Regions from separate parts of the Sus scrofa genome. Here all the other regions are linked to region 1. A link is a contact called in public HiChIP or PLAC-seq data. All regions are on one chromosome and are shown on one strand. The core of a region is the stretch at or near the end of the contact, and the rest is flanking DNA. Distances in the headings are between cores, read along the strand shown. Region 1 holds the start of SLC43A2 (large neutral amino acids transporter small subunit 4). Region 2 holds the start of YWHAE (14-3-3 protein epsilon). Region 3 holds the start of CRK (CRK proto-oncogene, adaptor protein).

What was found. HiChIP or PLAC-seq counts read pairs in DNA pulled down with a chosen protein or histone mark.
Region 2: an H3K27ac HiChIP or PLAC-seq map of alveolar macrophages shows a contact between it and region 1. The contact joins the promoter of YWHAE here to the promoter of SLC43A2 in region 1. A contact is called at or near these places in 1 of 47 Hi-C or Micro-C datasets (skeletal muscle) and 1 of 2 datasets of contacts at active chromatin or transcription factors (alveolar macrophages).
Region 3: a contact with region 1 is called in an H3K27ac HiChIP or PLAC-seq map of alveolar macrophages. The contact joins the promoter of CRK here to the promoter of SLC43A2 in region 1. A contact is called at or near these places in 2 of 47 Hi-C or Micro-C datasets (epiblast stem cells and skeletal muscle) and 2 of 2 datasets of contacts at active chromatin or transcription factors (alveolar macrophages and skeletal muscle).

What each region holds. Positions count from the first base shown.
Region 1 is chr12:47,836,537-47,841,639 of Sscrofa11.1, reverse strand. It overlaps SLC43A2 (large neutral amino acids transporter small subunit 4), which reads left to right and starts at 2,513. Exons shown (of 15, transcript XM_013990000.2): 1 at 2,513-2,651; 2 at 3,541-3,762. The coding sequence starts at 3,603.
Region 2 is chr12:47,642,595-47,647,697 of Sscrofa11.1, reverse strand. YWHAE (14-3-3 protein epsilon) reads left to right here and starts at 2,371. Exons shown (of 7, transcript XM_021067552.1): 1 at 2,371-2,585. The coding sequence starts at 2,522.
Region 3 is chr12:47,683,195-47,688,297 of Sscrofa11.1, reverse strand. It overlaps CRK (CRK proto-oncogene, adaptor protein), which reads left to right and starts at 2,706. Exons shown (of 3, transcript NM_001137636.2): 1 at 2,706-3,059. The coding sequence starts at 2,819. LOC110255905 reads left to right here. Exons shown (of 3, transcript XM_021066311.1): 3 at 2,390-2,586. The coding sequence ends at 2,586.

The DNA.
Region 1 (5,103 bases), core at 1,264-3,763:
AGCTTTGAATCCTTTGTCCTCTTTTCATTCATTCATGTGTTCATTCCGCAAACTCCCTGTGCATCTGCTTTGTGCTTGCTTCTTTATCAAGGGCTGGCTGGATATACAGAGCTGCCTAAGATAAGAGCATGTCCCCAAAGAGTTCACAGTCAGTGGGAAAAGGGAGAGACAAACAGATGAACAGATAATTACAAAACAAAGCAATCAGTGGACAAAGACAATGGAGACTATTGATGGGAGTGGTTAGGGAAGGCTTCCTGGAGGAGGTGCTGTTCCAGAACACACTATGTTTGAGAGCCAGAGGTGAGAGAACACTGCCCGCAGAAAGGACAAGCAATTCCGTGTGATTGGAGCATCTAGGAGCAGGCTGATCGACCAGAGAGGGGGAGGAGCCTGTGTGGGTCAGGTTGGAGAACTTGAACTTTATCCAGCAGGATAAATGGTAAAGAGCTTCTGGGGAGTTCCCATTGTGGCTCAGTGGCAATGAATCACACTAGCATCCATGAGGACACAGGTTCGCTCCCTGGCCTCGCTCAGTGGGTTAAGGATCCAGCATTGCTGTGAGCTGTGGTGTAGGTTGCAGATGTGGCTTGGATCTGGCGTGGCTGTGGTGTAGGCCGGCTGATATAGCTCCATTTGGACCCCTGGCCTGGGAACTTGCATATGCTGCGGTGCAGCCCTGGGGGGGAAAAAAAGTTTCTGAAGGATTTTAGCAGAGGGCTGATTTACCAAGGTTAGCTTTGCATTTCCCATCATTCACTGAGATGGAGTGGGGTGGAGAGATGGATTTGAGTGGCTGAGATTGGAGGCTGGAGGAACAGCAGATGCAGTGCTAGGGACAGACATGGGCAAATTAGAGAACCACTTAGGAGACAGGGATTGTGGGGGGAAGGAGAGGGAGAATAACAGCAGGTACCGGGATGCTGACGGGATGGTTCACGGTATCCAAGTTCAGAGGGTAGTGGTGCCATTATCTGTAAAAGAATGGGAGGAACAGTTTGCCACGGAGGGGGGAAGTGAACTATTTTAGAGAGGTGTTTGAAATGTTATAGAAATGTGTATGGAACAACTGCCTGGAGACAGCCCTCAAGCAGGTGGCTCTAGGATGGAGGGAGGGGAAGACTGAAGTCTGTCAAGTGACAGCTGCAACCCTCTGAGGCGATGCAGCTCTTCAGGGTGTCGTAACAGGATAGTTGACTAACCAGGAACCCCCAAGCCCACAATGCCAGGTGTGCTTTGAGCAAGGTTGCCAGCGGTAGGTTCAGGGCAGCAGGGGGCGCCCTCGGTCTCGGGGATGTGAAGCAGGATGCTGCTGGGGCTGCCACAGCCCTGGTGTGATAAGCCAGGCTCCCGGAGCTTGCCAAGAAGACCCGAATCTGAGAACCCAAATATGAATCTAAGAGCCGAATCGGGGACACCAACGGCCCACGGAGGTCGGGCCAGTGCCTGAAATGGGGGAGAACCTCCAAATGCAGCTGAACCTCCAGAGCCCAGGCTCCCCCTCTCTTGCCCTGGCTGTTCCTCGGGCATGTCCAGGTCTCTGATCAGACCGGGAACCTGGAACCCTCCCGACCCTACGTGCTCTCCCAGAGTCCTGACTTGTGTTGGCAGCTTGGCATTGCCCACCCCGAAACCCTGCAGAAAGGGCCCTAACCTGAAGATGTCAGGGAACAGGGCGTAAGGGGATGGAGGTGGCGCAGGGCAGTGGGAATGGAGTGGGCAACTCGGGCAGGGAGCACCAAGATGACTGTTCTGGTGGGAGCCCCCGAGGGGACCAAGGAGAACGAAAAATGGGGTGGTGGGGGGAGTGGTCAGAGTCTGGATGGGGTACCTGAGGAAATAGTAACTTAGGAGGCAGACAAGCCCCCAACTCCCACTTGGGGATCCCTGAGGGATCGGGCAGATGGCACCCATAAGGGGGGTCGGTGAATTAGGAGAGAGTCACTCCATGCTTGCACAGATGTCCGGGGATGTGGGATGTGCAGACAGAACCTAGATGGGAGTTGCCGGCAGCAAGAAAGCAAAAAATCAGGACACAAAGCCCAAAGCAGCTAGGAAAGCAGCGGTGCATGGGAAGGAGGCAGTGGAGATGGCGAGAGTGGAAGGACCGAAGTGGAGCCAGAGCATCCGCGTGGTGCCCAAGGCAGCGGGGAAACTGGGGACGACGCAGCCGGCCAGAGCAGAGCAGAGCGCGGGAGCCAGGCTGAATGCTGGAGCCCAAAGTAGTGCGCGAGGGGGACCAGCGTGCAACTGGGGAAGTCCGGGGGCGCCGAAACGCGGAGCAGGGGACCCAATCGAGAGACAGAGCTTCGGGGTGAGCCTCTGGAGGGGCGATGAGGCAATGGCGTTGGGGGTTCCCGGACGGGCGGTGACTACTCTCTAAGGCAGCCGAGCAAAAACTCGGGCCGACGCTGCCCCCCGGCACCCCCCCGCCCCCAGCTCTCTTGTTTGTCTCCTAGTCCGGCCGGAACCGGCTTCTGCTCGCGGCGGGGCGGGCGGGTGGGTGCTGATTGGTTAACGCCTGTTTCCAGCCCCACTCAGCCAATCAGCGCGCGGCAGTGTTTTCATCTTAGGGTCAGAATAAAAGGGCTGGAATAAAAGGGGGGCAGAAAAGGCGCCGGCCGGGCCCGATACACACCAGTAGGAGCTGGGTGAGCTGGGTGAGCTGGATTCTGGGGACCTGGGCTCCGGGCGAGGTAGCTGGCGGGTAGAAGGCTCAAGAGTAAGGGGGTAGGGAGAAGACGTGTGCATATGAAAGGAGAGACACTGAATGGATGAGGAGCCAGCAGGAAAGAGATGACGAATCGAGACGGGAGCAGGGGGATGGAGAGATGGGATCCCACTTCCTTAGAACGAACTAATTGCCAAGGAAACGGCCCAGGCCAGGGGTCGCGCGGGTGGCTCGCGCCGCCGGTTTGAACCGGCTTCGCCTCTCCCATGCGGGGTTCGCGTGGCCGCAGCGCCTAGCGACCTAGACAACAGCCAATGGCAATGCAGTTCCTGTGCCGACAGGCCAATGAGCGGGCCGTGGGCGGGCCGTTTCGGAGCTGTGTGCGCGGATTTTGTGGTTAAGGGAGCAGGGTCTGGGAAAGGGTCTCCTGTGCGGGCGGGCGCCGGTGAGGGTCCCAGGGAGTGGCAGCCCGCAGGTATGCCCTTTCCCAAGTATTCGGACCTCTAACTGCCTCCCCTGTCAGCCCCCAACCTGTGTCAATCCTGATGGGAGCCAGGGCCAATTCCATGTCCCTAAGCAGACGTTAGTCCCTTCTAGTTTCCATGCCTCAGTTTCCCTCCGATTGAGCCGCGGAGGAAATCTCCCTGCTTGGTCCGAGCAGGTCTCCCGGAACTGCGGGCCGGCGGAAAAGCCAGCGGCGGAGAGGGTGGCCCAGAGGACACCAGGGGGACAGGGCTGGGGTTTCATTCGCTGCGCGCTCTTGCCTCCTGGGCGCAGAGGGGTGACAAGCTCCGCGCGCTGCGGCAGCGGCCCGGGTTGGCAGCCTCTGGTCGGCCGAGCCGAGCGCTGACGGCTAAATCTCTGCGCAGGTGCCTGCAGAGCCGGAGCCCGAGCCCGAGCCCGAGCCGCAGCCGGGCCGCCGCGCCGAGCCATGGCGCCCACCCTGGCCACAGCCCATCGGCGCCGCTGGTGGATGGCCTGCACCGCCGTGTTGGAAAACCTCCTCTTCTCGGCAGTCCTCCTGGGCTGGGGTTCGCTGCTGATCATGCTCAAGTCGGAGGGCTTTTACTCCTACCTGTGTTCTGAGCCAGGTAAGACGGGCGCACGGGCTCGCGGGCTCGCGGTGGGTCCCGGAGTGGGGGCTTCGGGTGACGGCGGATTGGCGGTGTAGATCTAGCCAGCGAGACCACCTCACTGCGCAGCACCTCCTAGTTCGCAAAAGGCCCATTTGATCCTAACTCAGCACTGCTGGGTACATAGATAGCGCTATCCCTTTTTGAAGGAACTCAGGCTCAGGCTTGCCTGAGGCCACACAGCTGGGGCCTGTGATAGTTCCAGAATCCCCGAGTCCAGGGTGTTCTTTCCATCACCTGAGAACATGACGAGGCTCCTCTCCTCCCAGGGCCTGGCACACCGCTGGCCTTGCAGTAAACATGTTGCTCTCGGACTGTAAGAAAGAGGAACTCCTGACTCAGTGGCTGGGGTGCAGCAAGAGAGAGGAAGTGGCTTGGCCTCCACCCCAGGGAAGGTTCATCTAGAATCTAGATGTTTTTCAGTCGGGCCATTATGGAGTCTCTTAAGGGCTTGTCAGATACAATTTCTTGTCTATTTTTGCTGCTTTACGATTTTCCAAAGGACATTTCCTCCCACAGGCTGTGAGAACGTCTCAGTGGCCTTCTCCCTCCGTGGGGGGGGAGGGGAAGGGGGGGTATTTATGGAAATGACACTAAGCCTGTCCTCACCCTTTGCCACATGTGGGCGTTGTTGAATGAAGGCTGGGGATGCTTGTCTACCGGAAATCTAAACCCCACCCCTACCTTCACGCCCCTGACCTTGTTTAAAGATCCTGGTTGCTGAAGGTCAGTGGATTCACCCTAACTGTGGGATCCAAGTGGCTCCCAATCTCGACCCTTCTAACCCCTCTTCCTAGGCAACCTTGATAGGACATGTTGCCCTCTGCCCCCTCACTGCCCCCCAACAGTGGCTCCCTAATGGTTGAGCTCAGTAATGTCTCTCTGCCCAGGACCTTTTTCAGCCAGCCCCTGCCCAAGTCCCCTTCGTTGGAGACAGCCCAGGCCTGACCCCCTGAATGGCCCCACTGGCGAGCCTTTTTCCCCCAGAGCCCAGATGTTGGGGGAAGGGGAAGTTTGGGACCATCTCGTGCTGCCTGTAATCCTCTCTGTTGCCCTGCTCTGATCTTCCCAGGAGATTCCTGAGCTTTCCAGTCTCTAGGGAAGCTGCCCTGGGAGAGGTTAAGGACAGCAGAAAGGGAGGGGACACTGAGGCCGCCTGAGAGAGGGCAGAGCGTATATCATTTATAACCTTTAGCCTTTAGCCACTCAGAAATATTTCCTAATAGCCTGAGGGTTCTTGGCAGATCTTTCCCCACATCAGCAAGAAATCTTGGGATATGGGAGAGTCACTCAGACCTT
Region 2 (5,103 bases), core at 1,122-3,621, 190 kb after region 1:
CCTGTGGCATATGGAGGTTCCCAGGCTAGGGGTCCAATCCCAGGTGCAGCTGCCAGCCTACACCAGAACCACAGCAACGCCAGATTCGAGCCGTGTCTGGGACCTACACCACAGCTCACAGCAACCCCAGATCCTTAACCCACTGAGCGATGCCAGGGATGGAACCCGCAACCTCACGGTTCCTAGTTGGATTCGTTTCTGCTGAGCCCAGACGAGAACTCCAAGGCTTAATTTAAATAGTCCAGGAGTTCCTGTCGTTGCTCAGCGGATAGCAAACCCGACTAGCATCTGTGAGGACACGGGTTTGATCTCTGGCCTTGCTCAGTGGGCTAAGGATCTGGTGTTGCTGTGAGCTGTGGTGTAGGCCACATATGCAGCTCAGATCTGACGTTGCTGTGGCTGTGGTATAGGCTGGAGGCTACAGCTCCGATGCAACCCCTAGCCTGGGAACCTCCACACGTCGTGGGTGCGGCCCTAAAAAAAAAAAAAAAGAAAAATAAAAATAGGAGTTCCCGTCGTGGCTCAGTGGTTAACGAATCCGACTAGGAACCATGAGGTTATGGGTTCGATCCCTGCCCTTGCTCAGTGGGTTAAGGATCCGGCGTTGCTGTGAGCTGTGGTGTAGGTTGCAGACACGGCTCGGATCCCGCGTTGCTGTGGCTCTGGCGTAGACCGGCGGCTACAGCTCCGTTTCAACCCCTAGCCTGGGAACCTCCATATGCCGAAGAAGCGGCCCAAGAAATGGCAAAAAGACAAAAAAATAAAAAAATAAAAAATAATCCATGAGTCAAAGAAATCACAAAGGGAAAAAAAAAATTAAAAAAAAACCTTCAATAGTCCAGCTCCTTTGCTGGCTCTCCTGCTTTGTCCTATCATCTAAAAGTAAGTATTCTCTAAGGTTTGTGTCTGTCCTCTTCTACCTCAATTGATCCTCTAGCTCCTTCCATTGCAGCGTCCCTACAGTTTGGAATGTTAGTCCCCCTTTTCCAATCCCATGGATATTACTCCTACTTGGGCATTCTTTTTTTTTTTTTTTTTTTTGCCATTTATCGGGCCGCTTCCAGCGGCATATGGAGATTCCCAGGCTAGGGGTCCAATCGGAGCTGTAGCTGCCGGCCTATGCCAGAGCCACAGCAACTCGGGATCCGAGCCGCGTCTGCGACCTACACCACAGATCACTCCAATGCCGGATCCTTAACCCACTGGGCAAGGTCAGGGATGGAACCCGAAACCTCATGGTTCCTAGTCGGATTCCTTAACCACTGAGCCACGACGGGAACTCCTACTTGGGCAGCCTTTGAGAACCTTATAACCAACTGTGATAAAAGGAACTCGTCTTTCTCCGCATTCCATCTGAAAATTTTCCTAGCATTCTTATTTTTTTTGTTAATGGTACCATTTAGTCTCTTAGTGACTAGGTAGGGAAGATAGAAGGTCAATTTAATCCCCCCCCCCCACATCTGATTAACTACAAACTCTTCGTAGTTTCTCTCTTAGCACTATCTCCATTTGTCCTTTCCTATTTTCATTGTGGTCATATTACCTTTTGCCTGTATTATTGTAATAGCCTGATCATTTATTCTGCTCTTTAATCACTGCTATACAATAATCTTTTTAGAGAATAACGATGGTGTCATCCACCATGAAAAATCATCAAAAAATAATTTCCTTGTGGCCACTGAATAAGGCGCAAACTTCCCAGCATGCCATCCAAGCTTCTTCATAACTTGGTTCCAACCTTTTAATACACATTTACCGCAGACACTACCAAACAGCTTATATTCTAATTACCTGAACTTCAGTCTTGCAACACATACTGTACGAATACAAGATGTTAGGAATCCACTGGGAAGCCAAACATCAGGTCGTTTCCCTTTCCTGCCTCCTGATCGCAATGTGATCTTGCTCCTACTCTCCTGCACCTTAGGTGCTCCAGACCAGGATCCCCTAACAACTTCCCTGTACCGATCCATGGTGGGCCCAAGGGGAAAAAGAAGGCTTAAGGAGAAGTAAAGAAAGATTGCGAAGTAAGAAGCTGAAGTGTGAAGTCCTCGTTCCGCATTTGGCTACAGAAGAGCCCAACTCTTTACCCTGGGGTTAAAAGGGTCTGAGTAAGATCCAGGACTGCCTTTACCATTACCAAAATCGTTACTGCCGCTAGTTTCTCTGCCCGTAGTCCAGCTCTTTCGTTCACTCTCTCGCCTGGCTTCCCTCACTTCCTTGGGGAGCTTTCCCACTATGCAGTCGCAGTTCCCGCTTCCAACCGCCCCTAAGCCCACGGAGGAGGGGCGTCTAGTAGGTTCCAGCCTCTTCGGGCGCTGAGCTCCCAGACCCGCCCCCCCGCGCCAGTTGCCAGGGAGCGGTTGCCATAGAGCTGAGCAGTTGTCCGCGTGCGCAGGCGGAAGTCCCGGATTGAGGCGCCGCCATTTTTGCTGCCCGGTCGCGGAGCGAGAGGCTGAGAGAGTCGGAGACGCTATCCGCTTCCATCCGTCGCGCAGACCCTGCCGGAGCCGCTGCCGCAATGGATGATCGGGAGGATCTGGTGTACCAGGCGAAGCTGGCCGAGCAGGCTGAGCGATATGACGGTGAGTTGGGGGGGGAACGGGGGGCTGGAATTCTAGGACCCTCTGCCGCCGCCCACAGAGACCAGGACCAGGAGACAAAATGGCGGCATCGTCTCCTAGCCTGGCCCGGGGAGGTGGATTTGGGAAGCAGGCAATGGCCTGTAGGCTTTCAGAGCCGCAGGAGGCTCCAGACTCAGGATTTTGACTCCTTCGGCGTTCTCAGCTGCAGACACTCGGGAGCCAGGAGGCCGGGGCGTTAGGGTGGAGGAGTTGGTTGTAAAATGGCGGCTGGGGGGGAGGGCGAGTCCCGGGGCGGGGGAGGGGGAGGAGATGGCGGGTGCTGTCTCCCAGCGAGCAATCCCCAGGGGAGCCTCGGGGCAGTTCTTGGGACGTGGTGAACAATTGGGTGGCGTGACGAGGGAAGAAACACCCGCCACATGGGGGAGAGTGGCGACCGGGAGCGCGGGCGCCTTTCAGGGAAATATGGCGGGTGGGGGCGGTGGCTTTTCCCCAGAGGCCCAATGTGGGGCGGCGGCTGTGTAGTCTCACAAAGGAGAACCCTTGCGAGCGGAGGGCTCCTTTGGGTTTGGGGTGGGGGGCAGTCTCGGATGAGGGTGGGGAGAGCGAGGGGAGAGTGGGAATCACTGCAGTTCATCCTTGGGCGGAGGCCAGCCGAGATGCTACGTTCGGATTTCCTTCCCGTAGACCAGCACACCTTGTAGTGGGGTTTTTTAGGCTTTCCGTTCAACCTCGCCTTGTTCTGGGGAGGTCTAGAAAAATCTCTCTCACGCTCCCTTTCCTCAAACTTAACCTGCAGAGTTCGAAGTTCCTGGTAATCATTTTCTGGCTTCATAAGCTGTGGGTTCTGGTGGATAGATAGAACATTGAACAGGAAACAAGGAGATGATGAATTTTAGTTCCTCTCCTATTCCCGTGCCTCAATCTATCAGTATTTAAAAATGACGACTTTCCTGTTTACACGCGGCATTACGACAAATGGAAAGACCTGTTGGAAAATCAAGTTTTTTCAAATAACGTTTAGTAACTGTATTTTAGTTGCCTTCCTTGGCTTGGAATGCGTGATCGTACTTAACCTATCCCAAAGCACTCAGCAGAGATTTGGGTTTTTGAATTAAGACCGTAAGGAATCCCAGTAGATCTTATTTTCTTTTCTCCGTTTTAAGTAAATGGTTTCATGCACAGATTTGAGCAGTTCTTTGTTCCTTGCTCCTTTTCCCCTAAAGGCTCTGTAGTCATTTTTCAGAACTTCTTCGAAATGGCCACTGTGTCTTTTTAGTCGGTTCTAGGCTGCTTTTTTTATTGCCCCTCTCGTTGTGGGTCTCCTGCCCCCGCCCATTTTGGATCTAGGTATGTGAATTACTCCCACATCTTTTAAACTGGCATTATCATAACAAAAAATCCTATGTATGTTTTTTGTGGTTTTTATACTTTTGTGGCGTAAGACGGGGTTGGAATCAAGTGTCAATGAATAGATTTTTCTTCATGAAGCCACTTTTTTCCCCAAAATGTCGTGTGGAGACCTTGCTTTCCTTGAATGCCTGTTTGGTCATGTGAATAGTCTCAGGGCTGGTCCTGGCGTATCTTCATTAGGAGTCAGGAATTTGAAAATTACTAGAAAAGACCTCGAACTCAAATTTAGGAAGGTTACTACTTCTATTTTGTAAATCCTTCAATTGCTATTTGTATTGAACAAGATTCCTGTGGAAAGGGGGAGGGGAAAAGATGGGGAAGTACAGCTCAAGGTCAGTTTTGTCTTTATTTCACTGTTGAAAAGCGAACTAATGTAGGTGTGCTTGGAATGGAAGTTTTTCTCTTCTCCCCCCCTCCTGTCCCAAATAGGTTCCTCTCTTAATACACCAATGCCCTTAGGGAGGAAACTTGAAATTATATCGGAATGCTTTCTGTTCTTTAGGGATTTATAGGCTCTGGCTGTGATCACCAAAGAGGACGTGGAGGGAGCTTTTTTTTTTTTTTTTAAGAACTTGTTTTAAAAAGTGGTTTGGAAGTTCATGATTGTAGCTTTCACGTAAGTGACAGTTTAGTGATAATAATGTATTGGTTTTGAGTGTTTGAGGATTTTTGACCAAAGGCCTTATTATTTAGCACAGGATCCGTATTCTTAAGGTTGTTTAAACGTTAGGAGTGTCCTTCAGAATCTAAAGGGAGGTAGGGAATATAGGATCTACCAGTTTGGAGAGAATGTCCGTGACTGTTGGGTACAAGACAGAGAGGGATTCATTGGAAAGGGAGAAGAGGAAGACACTCCTTAGGAATCAGCCTCTACCTGTGACCACTCCTTTATTGGATATAATAATTCAGTTTTGTTTCTGGTGACAAAAAGTGATTTTATAGTTGTAGTTAGCAAATAATTTATCAGGCATGGGGAAAGTGAAGAGTGCATTTGAATGACTTGGCTTGGTGTAGTTGGATATAAATGTTGGCTTTTCTTCTTGTTCCTGTAGTACCTTTGTCTTTTATTTTGCATGTTATGTTGAATCTATTAAACTTTTTTAGTAGC
Region 3 (5,103 bases), core at 1,457-3,956, 150 kb after region 1:
CATCTGCGACCCACACCACAGCTCATGGCAATGCTGAATCTTTAACCCACTGAGCGAGGCCAGGGATAGAAACTGCATCCTCATGGATGCTAGTCAGATTGTTTCCACTGAGCCACACCGGGACCTCAGTATCTCCAATGTGCTTTTCTCTTGAACAGGTCAGCCTTCCGTTTCTTTTCCCCTTTCATCTCTGTTTCTCCCTCAGGCACCTCCAGGAGAATCTCCCTAAACAAGAAAGTCACATTCTCCACATTCTTTGTAGGGCATATCAGGCTTCTCAGGGGCAAAAGCCACCATTTTGGCTATAAATCCTTCTGTAGAAGAGGGGAGGTGGAGGAGGAGGAAAGAGAGGAGGGAGGGGCAGGGGCTTTGGCTTTTCATCCCAAAGCCACTCCCTTCCCACCTGGTTGGCCTCTGAACTTGCAGGTTCTCTGTGCTCCAAGGAAGAACACCCTTGAGGGGCCGTTTGGTGCTGGGCATCCCCTCCTTACCAATCCCCTGCTTATTTTCCAGCTCAGTTATGATTTGTTTTCTTTGTTTCTTTCTTCTCTCTTTCCTCCTCCCTTAAGGTCTTTCCTTCAGTCCTGTCCCTGTGCCCTAGAGAGGGGACCCTCAGAGGCAAGGTGTCAGGACCGCCCCCCCCACCAGGCGATCTCTGGTAAGGTCCTGCCTCCAAGCTCAGTCACTGTGGGGAAATGAAGAAGAGCCACTTCTCTTTCCCAAAGGACCCTGGGCTGGCTTCTCCTACTAGCTTGTGGTGACAGGCTGTGACTAAGCCAGGGTCACGATGAGTCACCCGCAGCAAGGAAGGTGCCCTTGGCTCCCCACCCCTTCCCAGAGCAGGCCCAGGGGTGTGTGAAGTGGGTCCGGAAGAGGTGCGTTATTCATGTAAGGCCATAAAACCCAGGGCTGACTGATTTTTTTAAAATGACTTTCTAAATGAATATTTAGAAAAGGGGGGGAAGTCTATTTCTGCCATATTTCCCCCACCCCTCATCTCCTGCCATTGCTATCCCAGAAGTCTGAGGATATAGAAGTGTGACCAGAGAGCTCTTTTCTTTCTAGGATTTGTTTTTTCTTTTTCTTTTTTCCTTTTTTTTTTTTTTTTTTTTTGCTTTTTAGGGCCACATTTGTGGCATGTGGAGGTTCCCAGGCTAGAAGTTGAATCGGAGCTATAGCTGCCGGTCTACGCCACAGCCATGGCAACGCCAGATCCGAGCCATGTCTTCCGACCTACACCACAGCTCACGGCAATGCCAGGATCCTAAACCCACTGAGCGGGGCCAGGAGCGAACCCGCAACCTCATGGTTCCTAGTCAGATTCCTTTCCGCTGCGCCACGATGGGATCGCCTCATTCCAGGATTTGAATCTCAGTTCCCAACTCAGCAGCCATGTGTCCCAGGACAAGTTACCAAACTTCTGAGCTTCATCTGTAAAATGGGAATAGTTGTAAAATACCAATCCAGAAGGTTGAGAAGATTAAATGAGAGACCTACCTAAGGGCAGTTAGCACTATGCCTGGCAGGTAAAATTCCCTAAATAAGTGTTAGTTATTCTTATGAGGCAATTATGGAGTGCCTCCTACACTTGATGCCTAGCCTTTGAGGAGATCTAGCATGGAACACGGACTTGTAAATCGAAAGATTACAATACAATGGGTAATACAACAGGTAGAACCATAAGAGAGATAACCTGGGAGTTCTAACACCTGGAGACTGTTAAAAGTTTTACACAGGGTAGCAGCACACTCAGAGCTATAATTGAGAAAAATACAACTTGGCAGATGTGTGCTATGCAATTAGGGGCAGCAAGACTATAGAATACCAGAGACAGGCTGTCATAGGAATACAGATATAGATATGGAATATAGAGATAGCAGTGATCGTGACGGCAGGGAGAGTAGAGGATATCCAAGGCCAGACTTAGAGAATCTGGGCAGATGACTTGAAAGCCTCAACAGAGAGGACTCCATATGTCTCCTTGACTTGGCACACTCTGGTCCCTTTGTCTTGAATGCTTTTCCCCAACTGCCATTCAATATTCAGCTCAAGCCACTGGGAAGTACTCTTGGGTTCCTCTAAAGCATGGATTAGGGGGCCCTGCTCTATGTTCCTAGAGCCCCTTGTCCTTACCCCCATCAAATGGCTTGGCATCCCTTCGTCATGGCCTGTTTCCTGGTTCCTCCCACGGGGTCTGAGAATTCCCCGAGGGAAGGGCCCAGCCTAGATGACCTCTGCGACCGAAAGGCAAACGTGGTGTCAACTGTTTGCTGAATGAATCAGTGAAAACAAGAGCTTAACAGATCTGAAAATATTCAGAAAATATTCGTCTCAGGGAACTCAGGCCCTGAGGCCACATCACCTTTTCTACTCCAATTCTGTCTCCTAGTTGCTGCCCAGAAGCACCGGGCCTTCCAGGAAATTGAAGCCTGGACTAGCCAGAACCGCGTGGCCAACAGCGCACAGACAAACTTCTGCGGACTGCTAGTTGAGGCCCCGCCCCTCGGCCCTAGACGCCGCCTCTCCACTCTCTGCAGTCCCTGTCCCCACCAGGCGGCGACGCCCAAGAGTCCGCATGCGCAGTGAGCGCGCGAGCCGCCCCTTGCCCTTCTCCCAATGGCGGGCGGCAGTCCCCTTCCCGGCATCCTCCCGGAGGCAGGGAGTACGTCATTTCCGGTGGGGAAGGCCCGCGGCCGCCGCCGCCATTTCAGGCGCTGCTGTGAAGCGGAGACCCGAGCCGGTCCGCTGGGCGGCGGGCGCCGGGACTGGAGGGGCGCGCGCGGCGGCGGCGGCCCAGCGTGTAGGCGCGGAGTCGGCCATGGCGGGCAACTTCGACTCGGAGGAGCGGAGTAGCTGGTACTGGGGGCGGCTGAGCCGGCAGGAGGCGGTGGCGCTGTTGCAGGGCCAGCGGCACGGGGTGTTCCTGGTGCGGGACTCGAGCACCAGCCCCGGGGACTATGTGCTCAGCGTCTCCGAGAACTCGCGCGTCTCCCACTACATCATCAACAGCAGCGGCCCGCGCCCGCCAGTGCCACCGTCGCCCGCCCAGCCTCCGCCCGGTGAGGGACGGAAGGGACGGGAGGCCCCGGGCGGGGGTTAGGGCCGCCGAACTCCCCAGCCTAGCCGGCTGCTCCTCGAGAGCTGACCCCCACGAGGGACTTGGGCAGCGGGCTGGAGTGACCGTGGCCGGAGGGCAGCCCGCTGTCCGGCTCGCTCCCACGGACGAGCGGGAGTGTGTGGGGGAGGAGGAGCCGCTGACCCAGGCCTCTGGGTGTGACTTGGGAGGACAGCCCAGGGGAAGGGGAACTGTTTCGGCCCCAGGGTGGGGCTAGCGCCCGTGCAGGGCCAGGCAACGTGGGGACAAAGAGCTGAGGGGGATGTTGGCACTGCGGGGGCATCACTTGGCAGCGGTGCCCGGAATGAATCCGATAATCCTACAAGTGGCTTTTTAGGCTTGAAACATTTCCTGCAGTGTTGGAGAGCCGGGTTTGGCTATACTCCCCTGGTGGCCTTTGGTAGGAAGTCACCGCATACCGGCCGGGAGGGATGGAGACACCCTCAGGAAACCGGTCAGCTTTTTCCTTTCTTGGGCATTTTTCCAAAATACTTTTACCGTCCTCTTCCCCCGCGGAGGACGAAGGTGGTGAGCTAAGTGCCTTGGTTATAGAAGAAAGGTCCCCTGTCACCAGCCCAGAATAAGCTGATGCCCGGCTGACTGTGCCGAGGAGATCCTGGTGTCCAGCGACTGTCTTTGACAATTAAGGGGTTGTAGTTTTCAAAGCGAATAGTGGAGGAAAGAATTTTTTTTTTTTTCAGGAAATAAACCAGATATACGCCAATGGAAACAATCCCTTCCCTGAAAGTGAATGGAACTTCATTTTTCCTTGGACTTCAGCATTGTCAGTCTTATACTGCAGGGTCTCTCCTTGCTCAGTAGGTTGGGGGTTGTTGCCTGAATTTTCCTAGATATGTCTGTCTTATACATAACATGGGCTGTTTGGGGAGTGTGAAGAGGATTTATGCACTTGGTACTTGAAGTTTGTGAGGTACAGAGTAATTCTGAGGCTGTTGTTACCTGTGTAACAGCACCTAGGGTCTTAGTGCCTTTTCACGCTCACCAAGCTGAAGCAGTTTCCTCCTGACCAGTTGAAACTAGATTCAGGCTAGTCTCACATGAATTGAAAGTCTCCTGAACTAGCCCTTTGCAGACTTGCCCTTTTAGAATAATCCTAATTTAGATTTATCCCCTCTGACCCGAAATGGGAAGATGAAATAGTTTCTCTTGTTAACACATACCAATTTTAAAAAGAGTGTGGAATCTTTAAGCCCACAAATTATCCTAGGTCTTTCTCAGTCTGATTGGTTTTATAACATTATAACCTGAGATGGGAATAGGTATGTAACATGTATTTACCCTAAACCGGATGTATTCGAGTTTTTACCACCTTCCTAGTGTCTGGGGTTTTGCGTTGCTGGGCAGTGACACAGCAAATGATCATTGGAACTCAATTCTTGACCTTTTGTTTGTGTATGTGTTTTGTTGGTTACAAAATTTGGAAATGGCAGGCAGTTTTGTTTGAGCTTTCCCCACATCTTGGTGTTAGAACTTTAATCTCAGATCTTACCTTAATACTGAGCTCCACCTTTTCATAACAGATAGGAGGTCAGATCCTTGGCCCAAGAGAGAAGGTGAAGATTGCCAGAGTTTGTGGATGGGGTGTGGAAAGTTCATGGCTATTGTAATTGTTCTTTCCGCCATGTACCCATTTTCCACATAGGGCAATTGATTCAGTTGCGTCTTTTTAAAGATTACTTAATCTTTGTTCTGCCCAGCCCCCATTGAGCTCTTTTTCTTTGGAAACCACACAGAAGAATTTCTTGAACTTAAGCATATACAATATTAATAGCTAACATTTATCGACTGGTCATTCTGTGCCAGGTACTTTGCTGAGTACTTTAGTGCCTTGTCTCGTTTACTGTCTATGACAGTCTAGTGAGGAAATTACTGTGATTTCCATTTATTAAAATATTTACATTTTAGGGAGTTCCAGTTGTGGCTAAGTGGATTACAAACCCTACTGGTATCCATGAGGATGCAAGTTT